Linked DNA regions of Mus musculus: all the other regions are linked to region 1. Evidence: chromatin contacts called from public HiChIP or PLAC-seq and promoter capture Hi-C data. All regions are on one chromosome and are shown on one strand. The core of a region is the stretch at or near the end of the contact, and the rest is flanking DNA. Distances in the headings are between cores, read along the strand shown. Region 1 holds the start of Ntsr2 (neurotensin receptor 2). Region 2 overlaps Gm40287 (a long non-coding RNA gene). Region 3 has its middle 40 kb from the start of Gm40287.

Region 1 (2,746 bases), core at 30-2,529:
TGGGCCATACAACCTGTGAGGTTGGAAAAACAGAATCCGGAGGTATGGGTGTCAATCTAATTCTGTCCCCAGTAGACACTAGACCTCCTCTGAACAGGAAGATGGGTATCCAAAAAGTCTTCCAGCTCCAGAGTTCTCATTTCTTCATGAGCTCACAAATACGCACAGTTTAACAGATTTAACACACACTCGTCCCTCTGCTCTGAGGGTGACATCCTGGGACAGTGTGATACCAGGAGGGTGCGTGCACTGGCCACCTTCTTGAGGTTATTACTGCGACAGAGTGTCATAGTTAGGGTTGTACTGCTGTGAACAGACACCATGACCAAGGCAACTCTTATAAAGACAACTTTTAATTGGGGCTGGCTTACAGGTTCAGATGTTTAGTCCATTATTATCAAGTCAGGAGCATGGCAGCATCCAGGCAGGCATGGTACAGGCAGAGCTGAGAGTTTTACATCTTCATCTGAAGGCTGCTATGAGAAGACTAACCTCCAGGCAGCTAAGATGAGGGTCTTATAGCCCACACGCACAGTGACAAACCTACTCCAACAAGGCTATGCCTTTTTTTGTTTTTTGTTTTTTGTTTTTTGTTTTTTGTTTTTCTGAGACAGGGTTGGCTGTCCTGGAACTCACTCTGTAGACCAGACTGGCATCGAACTCAGAAATTCGTCTGCCTCCCAAGTACTGGGATTAAAGGTGTATGCCACCATGCCCGGCTAAGGCCACGCCTTCTAATAGTGCCACTCCCTGGGCCAAGCACATACAAACCATCACACAGAGGCAGCCAGGTTAATGAGAGCAAAGTTGCTGAAGCCTGGCAAAGCCTTCTCTGAGCTGTCTCTTTCTCAGATTGCTCATAGAAATGACAACAAACAGACGGGGGTGAGGGATGTTGCGAAGTTCAAATTGTGTCTGTCTGTCTGTACTGTAGCTTGAGCATCTGCCTGCCAATTAACTCATTTGATCCCTAGAGAAATTCTGCAGCATGGGTAGTATTTTAAAGTTGAAAAGCAATGGGGTGGGGACAGAGGGCTTTTAAAAACCTACCCACGGGTCACATGGCTTACCAGCAATGCCATCCAGGTGAACCTCAAAGGATGTCCTCCCCCACCTTCTTCCACCAACACGTGCTTTTCTGGATGAGCCAAATGGCAGAAAGATTGAAGACTGATTCTGGAACTCCCTCCAGAGGCGTGTCCTCCCAGTTTTGGAGGTTCCCAGAAAGGAGGTGGTGCTGGCTCCCCGGGCAGCTAGCCCAGGCTCTGGGCAGTGAGAGGGAGGGAGATCAGGCCACCACGAGACAGAGATGGAGACCAGCAGCCTGTGGCCCCCGAGGCCCAGCCCCAGTGCAGGGCTGAGCCTGGAGGCGCGGCTGGGCGTGGACACTCGCCTCTGGGCCAAGGTGCTGTTCACCGCGCTCTATTCGCTCATCTTCGCGCTTGGCACAGCCGGCAATGCGCTGTCCGTGCACGTGGTGCTGAAGGCGCGGGCGGGTCGCCCCGGGCGCCTGCGCTACCACGTGCTCAGCCTGGCACTGTCAGCCCTGCTGCTACTGCTGATCAGCGTGCCCATGGAGCTCTACAACTTCGTGTGGTCCCACTACCCCTGGGTCTTCGGCGATCTCGGCTGTCGTGGCTATTACTTCGTGCGTGAGCTGTGCGCCTACGCCACGGTGCTGAGCGTGGCCAGCCTGAGCGCAGAGCGCTGCCTGGCCGTGTGCCAGCCGCTGCGCGCCCGCCGCCTGCTCACCCCGCGCCGCACCCGCCGCCTGCTGTCACTAGTCTGGGTCGCCTCTCTGGGCCTTGCCCTGCCCATGGCGGTTATCATGGGACAGAAGCACGAAATGGAGAGGGCCGACGGGGAGCCTGAGCCTGCCTCGCGTGTGTGCACGGTGCTAGTAAGTCGCGCCACGCTCCAGGTCTTCATCCAGGTAAGGGAGTGGGGAGTGGGGTACAGTAGAAGGGGAAACCTATGTCCTACAGTTAGCCTTTAACACACACACACACACACACACACACACACACACACACACACACACACACACACACACTGGGGTAGTGAAAGAAACTAAAGCAACTCCTCCAGGGTCCTTCCCAGATATTCAAAGGACCAAGGAAGGGTGCAAGCAGCATCCCTTCACTACCCGTGAGCACACAGAGGATCTGGAAGGGTAAACATGTGAAAGTGCAGAAAGGCATGCTGGCTGGTGCATCAGGACATGTGTGGGATTAGGGGCTGCATAGATGACTGGACCATCATATCTTCTGCATTGAATTCCTGGCCAGGTGTGGACTGGAGTCTTGCAGCTATTGCTTGAGATTTTCAAGTCCGGGTGTGCCAGAACAATGGATTAGACTAGGGGCACACATATGGTGGTAGAACAGAAGGGTTTGTCAGGAAGAAAAACACTTGCACAACTGAAGTGGATACAGAGCAGAAGAGGAGGGAGCTGTTAGAAGCTCAAGGGCACTGGCCAGGAGTAGAGTATGTGCCATTTGCACAGCACCTGCCTTCTCCCACATTTATAATCCATGAGCTTTTTCTACTGTTTTGTCTCTTATGTGTAGCTGTTGGTGAGGGTCCCCAGCCTTTCTCTGCCATTGGTTTCTTTCATATTAATCTTGATACCTCTTTCTCTCCACCCTATTCTCTTGCCACAGTACAAGGCTGCGGTGCCTGGCATAAAGCTCCTTTTCTCTGCACCATCCTGTGTGTATCATCTGGGTCTGGTGGGCAGGAAGGG
Region 2 (2,980 bases), core at 216-2,715, 1.0 Mb before region 1:
TGACATTTTACATGGATCCACATGTTTAGAAGAGTCCAGTTCGTCCATATCTCCATCAGCATCTCAGAAGCTTTAAGGTAGCTTCATTTGTATCATGGCCAAACTCGTTTAAAACATTCAGCTTAGCCACATACATTGTCATGAATGAAGTAGTCAATCTAGGTAAGAGTTGCCAGTGCACAGGCTTTGAAAGCTGCATTGTAGTGCTGGACAACCATTGACCTAAGAGAGAAAACAAATTAGAAGGCAAGAAGGTGGGTTAATAACACACAGCACATAAAGCTAAGAGGCAGGGTGGTAGATAACATAAGTGTTCCTATGATTGCTGCGTCCCAGGTTGGCAGTCTATTCCTGAACATGGGATGGTCTAAAACCCAAGCTGCTCATACGCAATGGCACTGAGATTGACCAAGCTGCCCATATGCAATGGCTCTGAGATTGAGTTTGATTTTCTGTCTTCATTAGACTAAGTGAAATGTTCTCTTTCTCTCAGGTGACATGTCTAAGAATTCCTTCAGAAAATGAATTTCCTACTATGTGTTAAGTAGCAGAGCTTTTGTGGGCTCTCTGAGTCTAAAATAGCTTTGCCATTTGTGAGCAGTCTTCCATTAACATGGCTTCCAAGCTCCCTTGAAGGGTGCTGTTGGAATCTGGTATGTTAAGATAAGGCATTTAGGAATCTTTTCCCACTTTCTCTGGGAGACATCACACACATTCCTGGATCTCTTGGCCAACCCTGACCCATGAAAACGTACTGTAACTATAGTAGCAAAAGGACAATGTTATGTTTTAAACTGAAAGCTTATAAAAGCATTTTAATCACTTATACATTATAAGGGAAAGTTATTTTTTACTATTATTTTTCATAAAACTATCAAAGAAGCCTTATAAGTTTTATGAACACTGTGTTTTTATGATCTCCTTTATTAATAAAAAGCTAATATTGTAATTGTTTCTGTGGTAACAGAATGATTACATAAATGAATATATTTAAGATAACTGCATACTCACTCCCCCCCCCCCTCTTTTCTTCATACAAAGTATGTACGTTTTCTTTAGAATCCAAATTTGTGCTTTGGGAAAGGCAGCCGAATAGCCAACGTTGTAATTTTATGAAACCACAAAAGGTTCTCTTATAAAGGGCTCTGACTTGAATGCACACTAAAAGGAAATTAATAGTCTCAGTTCAAACATCCTCCTTAATCCATCTCCTTTTGCCTCTTCTAGGCAAGAGAAGAATGCAGTTGTCACACTGGCTTAGGGAAGGGACAAGTGTTGAGCAGCAGGCTGCTGGCATGAAACCATGGAAGCTGGTCCTGGGGTATCTCAGCAGCCTTGAGGGAGCTGCCAGGCCAGAGATGTGTAGTGTGTCATTATCAATTTGCACTCTGATTTCCTAACAGTTCAAGAGGCCTTTTGACAAAAGCCTGCGTGCAGATCTAATAATAACTCTGGATTTTTGCTGAATGTCTCACAACCTGGGAACAGGCCCAATTGCTGAACATACTTACACTGCATGAGTTTGTTTTACTGAGCCTAAAAGGGACAGCCAAGATGATTAGAAAATGTGCTCTTGGGGAATGGTCCCCTTTTTAAATGCCTCTTTTAATAGAATTTCCGGTTGTTTCTAAGTCTGCATCCCAAGTGAGTAACTATTGCAATTGGGGATCAGAGATCTGTTTTCTGGGTCTAATGTAGATTCACATGGTCCTTATTACTAACCATATTATATTATAAGAATATCTAATGACCAAGACTGACCTACTTCTTGCTATTTAAACACAAAAGATCTAGCCTGTTTACAAGTCCCAATATGCATTTAAATCTCACAGCTAGCTGAGAGTCATACTCCTTATCAGTCTGGTTTCCCATTAGAATGTCCATTGGTAATTTGTATTCATTTTAGTCCATGGGAGTATATGGAAATACCTCCACCTCCACCTCTAAACATTCGTGAATTTGTTCAAAAAATGTAGTGTTTTCTGACCATTTCTATCTTCTAATGCAGTGTTCATCAAGGCAAATGGATCCTCCCACATTGTTGCCCAAGAGGCCAAGTTCTCATATTGTCAAATGAAAACAGTCTAGCACATGCTTAATATGAGGACAGAGAGTGGGAAGGAGAAGGGGATGGGTTCATATCTCATTCTCAACACCAGGGATTGTGCCATGCCTTGTTCAAATGAGAAACACGTGGTTCTGTGTCACTGGTCTCATTCTGTGCCTTTCCATTCCCCAATTCTCTGATCTTTGCATCTCTACCTCCTGATTAATATAATTTTGGATGTGAAATATCCTCCAAAGGCTGATGTGTGAAAACCTTGATCCCCATGGACCTATTGGAGGTGGTAACACATTCAGAGGTAAAATCTTTATGGAGGTAGTTAAGTCACAGAGGAATGCCTTGAAGGATATAGATATTAGAGGCCTGGACTCTTCCTCTAACCATTCCCTTTCAGATTATATAAAGCATAGCAGATTTCTGCTGCCATCTCTCACAGTTGTCATGCACCATGGTACCCTAGACCAATAGCAACACAGCCAAGCAACTATGAATTGGAATCTTTGAAATTGTAAGCCAAGTAAATAATTCCTCATTGTAAGTTGTGTCTCTTGGATATTCTATCACGGTGACACATAAAGATAACTAATACATCAACTCATTATATAGCATATATAGGTCTCAAAACTGAGATCTCTTGTATTATTTGCTCTCTTCACATGTCCAATATGAAACAGGGAAGAAGCTCAAAAACAGAAGAAAAAACTAAAGCTAAAAATTGTTATCAAACTAATGTTCTGGTAGTTTTAATAATTCTTGAAAGCATTGTGAGTAGAGAAGGTTCACATGGTATCACTATATATTAGATGCAAGATATACAACATGATACAAACATGAAGTGACTTTACATCACATAGAGTTATATCCTTCAGCAGACATAAGCGTGTCCCTTCAAAACTTTACCTAGAATTGAACATT
Region 3 (2,701 bases), core at 56-2,555, 1.1 Mb before region 1:
CTGTAAATTCTGGGATGTTGTGCTTTTAATGTCTGTCTGGAAAGTACCTATAGTACCTTCAACCCAAATGGAAAACTATAATGTCTATTCCATATAAAACACCTAGAACTCCTATGGTATCTTATGCTATCTCTCTGTATTTTCCTTTCATCTGTTTGTTTCTTAAATTTATTTTTGATGCAGTAGGAAATGCATTTTATTCTATTTCAAAGGAAGTTGAGAGGTCTTATAAGCTAATCTTTGAACATTAATATCTTAGATATATACAAATTGTAAAATAGACAAAAATACAATTTTTTATAATATTCTCCTTCAACTTTTTACAGGTTTAATACAGATACAGTGTGCTATTTTTTAATACAAGGACATACTATACTTTGAGTGTATTCCCTAAGTAGACCAGTACTCTCCTCTGCTTCCCTGTCTCTTCTACTTCCAGGTAGTCCTTTCTCTTCTCCTAGACTATTCTATTTGCAGACAATCAATGCCAAGTGGGGACATGATGATTGCATAATTTAATTATGCATGAATTAGTGTCTTGACCTTAGCAACATTTTCAGCAACAGAGTCAGAAATTTTGAAAACTATAATTACTTAAAAAAAAATAAGCATAGCCTAGATTCTGGTTGTATAATAACGATACCAGACTATCTGATGGGTTCCAGACAGTGTATTTGTCCAGGTATTTTCTTTACTCTATGATGGCAACTTGTCAGCTTAGTGAATATCTACTTACAGGAATATGTAGCCAGATATTTAAATTTATTTGGAGTTCAGCCTAACTTATTAATCAATCAGCACAACTAAGCATTTAAAGTGTCAAGAACCATATCTGACAGACCCAGACATAGAGCGGAGGATGGTCCGTCACATGATAATGATCGAAAAAGAGACGGGCATGGTAGAGGGCAAAATTGTGGCTGGCAACAAGCATCAGATTTTAGTTTTCTGCAAATGAACCTAGTCTAGGGGAGTTGTTCAATGTACATGTAACTGTCTGTGAAAGTGGTGAGCTTCCAGGACAAGAGAAAAATAACAAAACAATATTGAGATATAACTTTTTTTCCTACCACTTACACAATTTTAGTTTTGTAGATGAGAATTGAGATGAGTGAAAAAAAAAATGCCAATCACTGCTAGTGTTCTTTCTTGCTGCACTCCAATTATATAACAAAACTCAGGCATTTTAACAAGCAGAGGGCTTTTCAAAAAAAAAAAAAAACCCTCTGAGAACAGAGGAACCCAATTCAACTGTACTCAGAGTGGGAAGGAAGCAGACAGGATGACCTCATTGTTGTGTTTCTAGGAAAGATGAGTCATGCAGTCTGCTCAGATTCAGGGTAGCTGGAGGGAAGCTGGATATCCATGATGCTTTCTTCCTTTTTAATAGGGACCAGTCTCATGTTTCTTTTCAAACAAAAGGAAAGAAAACACTTAGAAACTGGCCCAAATGAAGACAACATCGCTAGAATGTTCTGGAAAATATAAATAAATCTGTTTCAACTTGAGATTAATTGAGTTGAGTGTGGAGGGTGGGTAGGAAATAAGGGTCACATAAACTATCCAAAATCCCAGGCTCTCCTCTTTCTCCCTCCTGCCAGCAAGCATCCGCAAGTTCAATTCCAAGTTCCCTTTGATTCCCTTGCAAGAACAAAGGCCTAGTTCAGAGCAATGCAGCAGTGTAAGAAGGGGCAGGGAGCAGCCAGAGGCATCTGCAGCTGCATCAGACCCCATGAGGAGGGAGGGGACTGAAGGGGACATTCATGCTTCTCTCCAGGACAAACGTCTGTTGCTAAGTGGAGTGTGGTAGGCATCGCTGGGAAAGCTTTTTCTTCTTAATCGCTCCAAACTTTATACTGTGGTTTTATGACCCTATAACACAGCGTTTACTGAAAAGTCTACTACAGAGCAGGTGCTGTGGAGATTTATGGATGCAGAATTGCCACAGTGCCTAAGGGGCACCTGATTGCCATGTCCTGAGAGACTCTCTGCTGATCACTGTGGTTTTACCTGTTCTGGAAAGTTGTTATGCCACTTTATCAGTCTCTAAGAAGAAAAATAGAGGTCACGGTGACCTTTTATCAAGAGTGGGGAAATGTAAAATGTACATTTTCCTTGAAGCTCCATTTCATCAGATTCATCATAGCAGGAAAACAGCTTGGAATCCTACTGCAGGTTTGTTTGCTTTCACAGCAGGCTAGTGGTGACTTCCTAAAATTAGAGCTCAAATTCTAACAATATCCAAAAACAGCGTCCCTATAGCTTGGCTCTGAAGTTGTAGCAAGTATTAAATGTATTAATAAAATCTTAAGGATTTAAAATATTTTATTTCAGAGAATTTCATAGACATAAGCAATTAATTATGGCCATATCTAGGCTCTCTTTCTTCCTCTAGCTTCCATTTCTGCAAAAATAGAAACCGTTAAACTTCATCTTGTCATACATAATCACTAAATTCAATTAGTACTGCCTAGAGGAGCGTGTTGAAAGGGGGCTTTTAAATGATTTAAAAATATTTATTTGTCTTATTTTTATTTAAATCTATGTCTTTGTCTATGTAAGTATCTGACATATATGTGTAGCTAGCTGCCCACAGAGGACAGAAGAACATTTCAGGTACCCTGGAGCTGAAGGTAGAGTTGCTGTGAGCCACTTGTCTGGCTTCTGGAAAAGAAACTCTCAGGTTTTTGAAAGGATGTGT

Evidence for each region. Promoter capture Hi-C pulls out the DNA fragments that hold promoters and counts their contacts. HiChIP or PLAC-seq counts read pairs in DNA pulled down with a chosen protein or histone mark.
Region 2: a contact with region 1 is called in a promoter capture Hi-C map of the 3T3-L1 cell line, with 9 times the contacts expected there. The contact joins the enhancer-like site here to the promoter of Ntsr2 in region 1. A contact is called at or near these places in 5 of 39 promoter capture datasets (the 3T3-L1 cell line, 3T3-L1-derived adipocytes, hippocampal neurons and 2 more), 1 of 15 datasets of contacts at CTCF or cohesin (the NIH/3T3 cell line), 1 of 484 Hi-C or Micro-C datasets (embryonic fibroblasts) and 1 of 115 datasets of contacts at active chromatin or transcription factors (astrocytes).
Region 3: an H3K27ac HiChIP or PLAC-seq map of stem cell-derived neural progenitor cells shows a contact between it and region 1, with 5 times the contacts expected there. The contact joins the enhancer-like site here to the promoter of Ntsr2 in region 1. A contact is called at or near these places in 1 of 39 promoter capture datasets (liver), 1 of 484 Hi-C or Micro-C datasets (brown adipocytes), 2 of 115 datasets of contacts at active chromatin or transcription factors (embryonic stem cells and stem cell-derived neural progenitor cells) and 1 of 9 other capture datasets (liver).

What each region holds. Positions count from the first base shown.
Region 1 is chr12:16,652,191-16,654,936 of GRCm38.p6, forward strand. Ntsr2 (neurotensin receptor 2) reads left to right here and starts at 1,280. Exons shown (of 4, transcript NM_008747.2): 1 at 1,280-1,933. The coding sequence starts at 1,310. It also overlaps a transcript of Lpin1 not described here.
Region 2 is chr12:15,616,141-15,619,120 of GRCm38.p6, forward strand. The region is part of intron 1 of Gm40287 (a long non-coding RNA gene); the gene reads left to right. Among named protein-coding and RNA genes, the nearest start is that of Gm40287, 11 kb to the left of the region's middle. Within about 2 kb of position 1,466, at least 58 of the 459 cell types and tissues checked have an H3K27ac peak or open chromatin away from gene starts, as enhancers often do. A contact at or near this core is called in the NIH/3T3 cell line, where this site is marked.
Region 3 is chr12:15,564,981-15,567,681 of GRCm38.p6, forward strand. No RefSeq gene overlaps it. Among named protein-coding and RNA genes, the nearest start is that of Gm40287, 40 kb to the right of the region's middle. Within about 2 kb of position 1,306, at least 93 of the 459 cell types and tissues checked have an H3K27ac peak or open chromatin away from gene starts, as enhancers often do. A contact at or near this core is called in stem cell-derived neural progenitor cells, where this site is marked.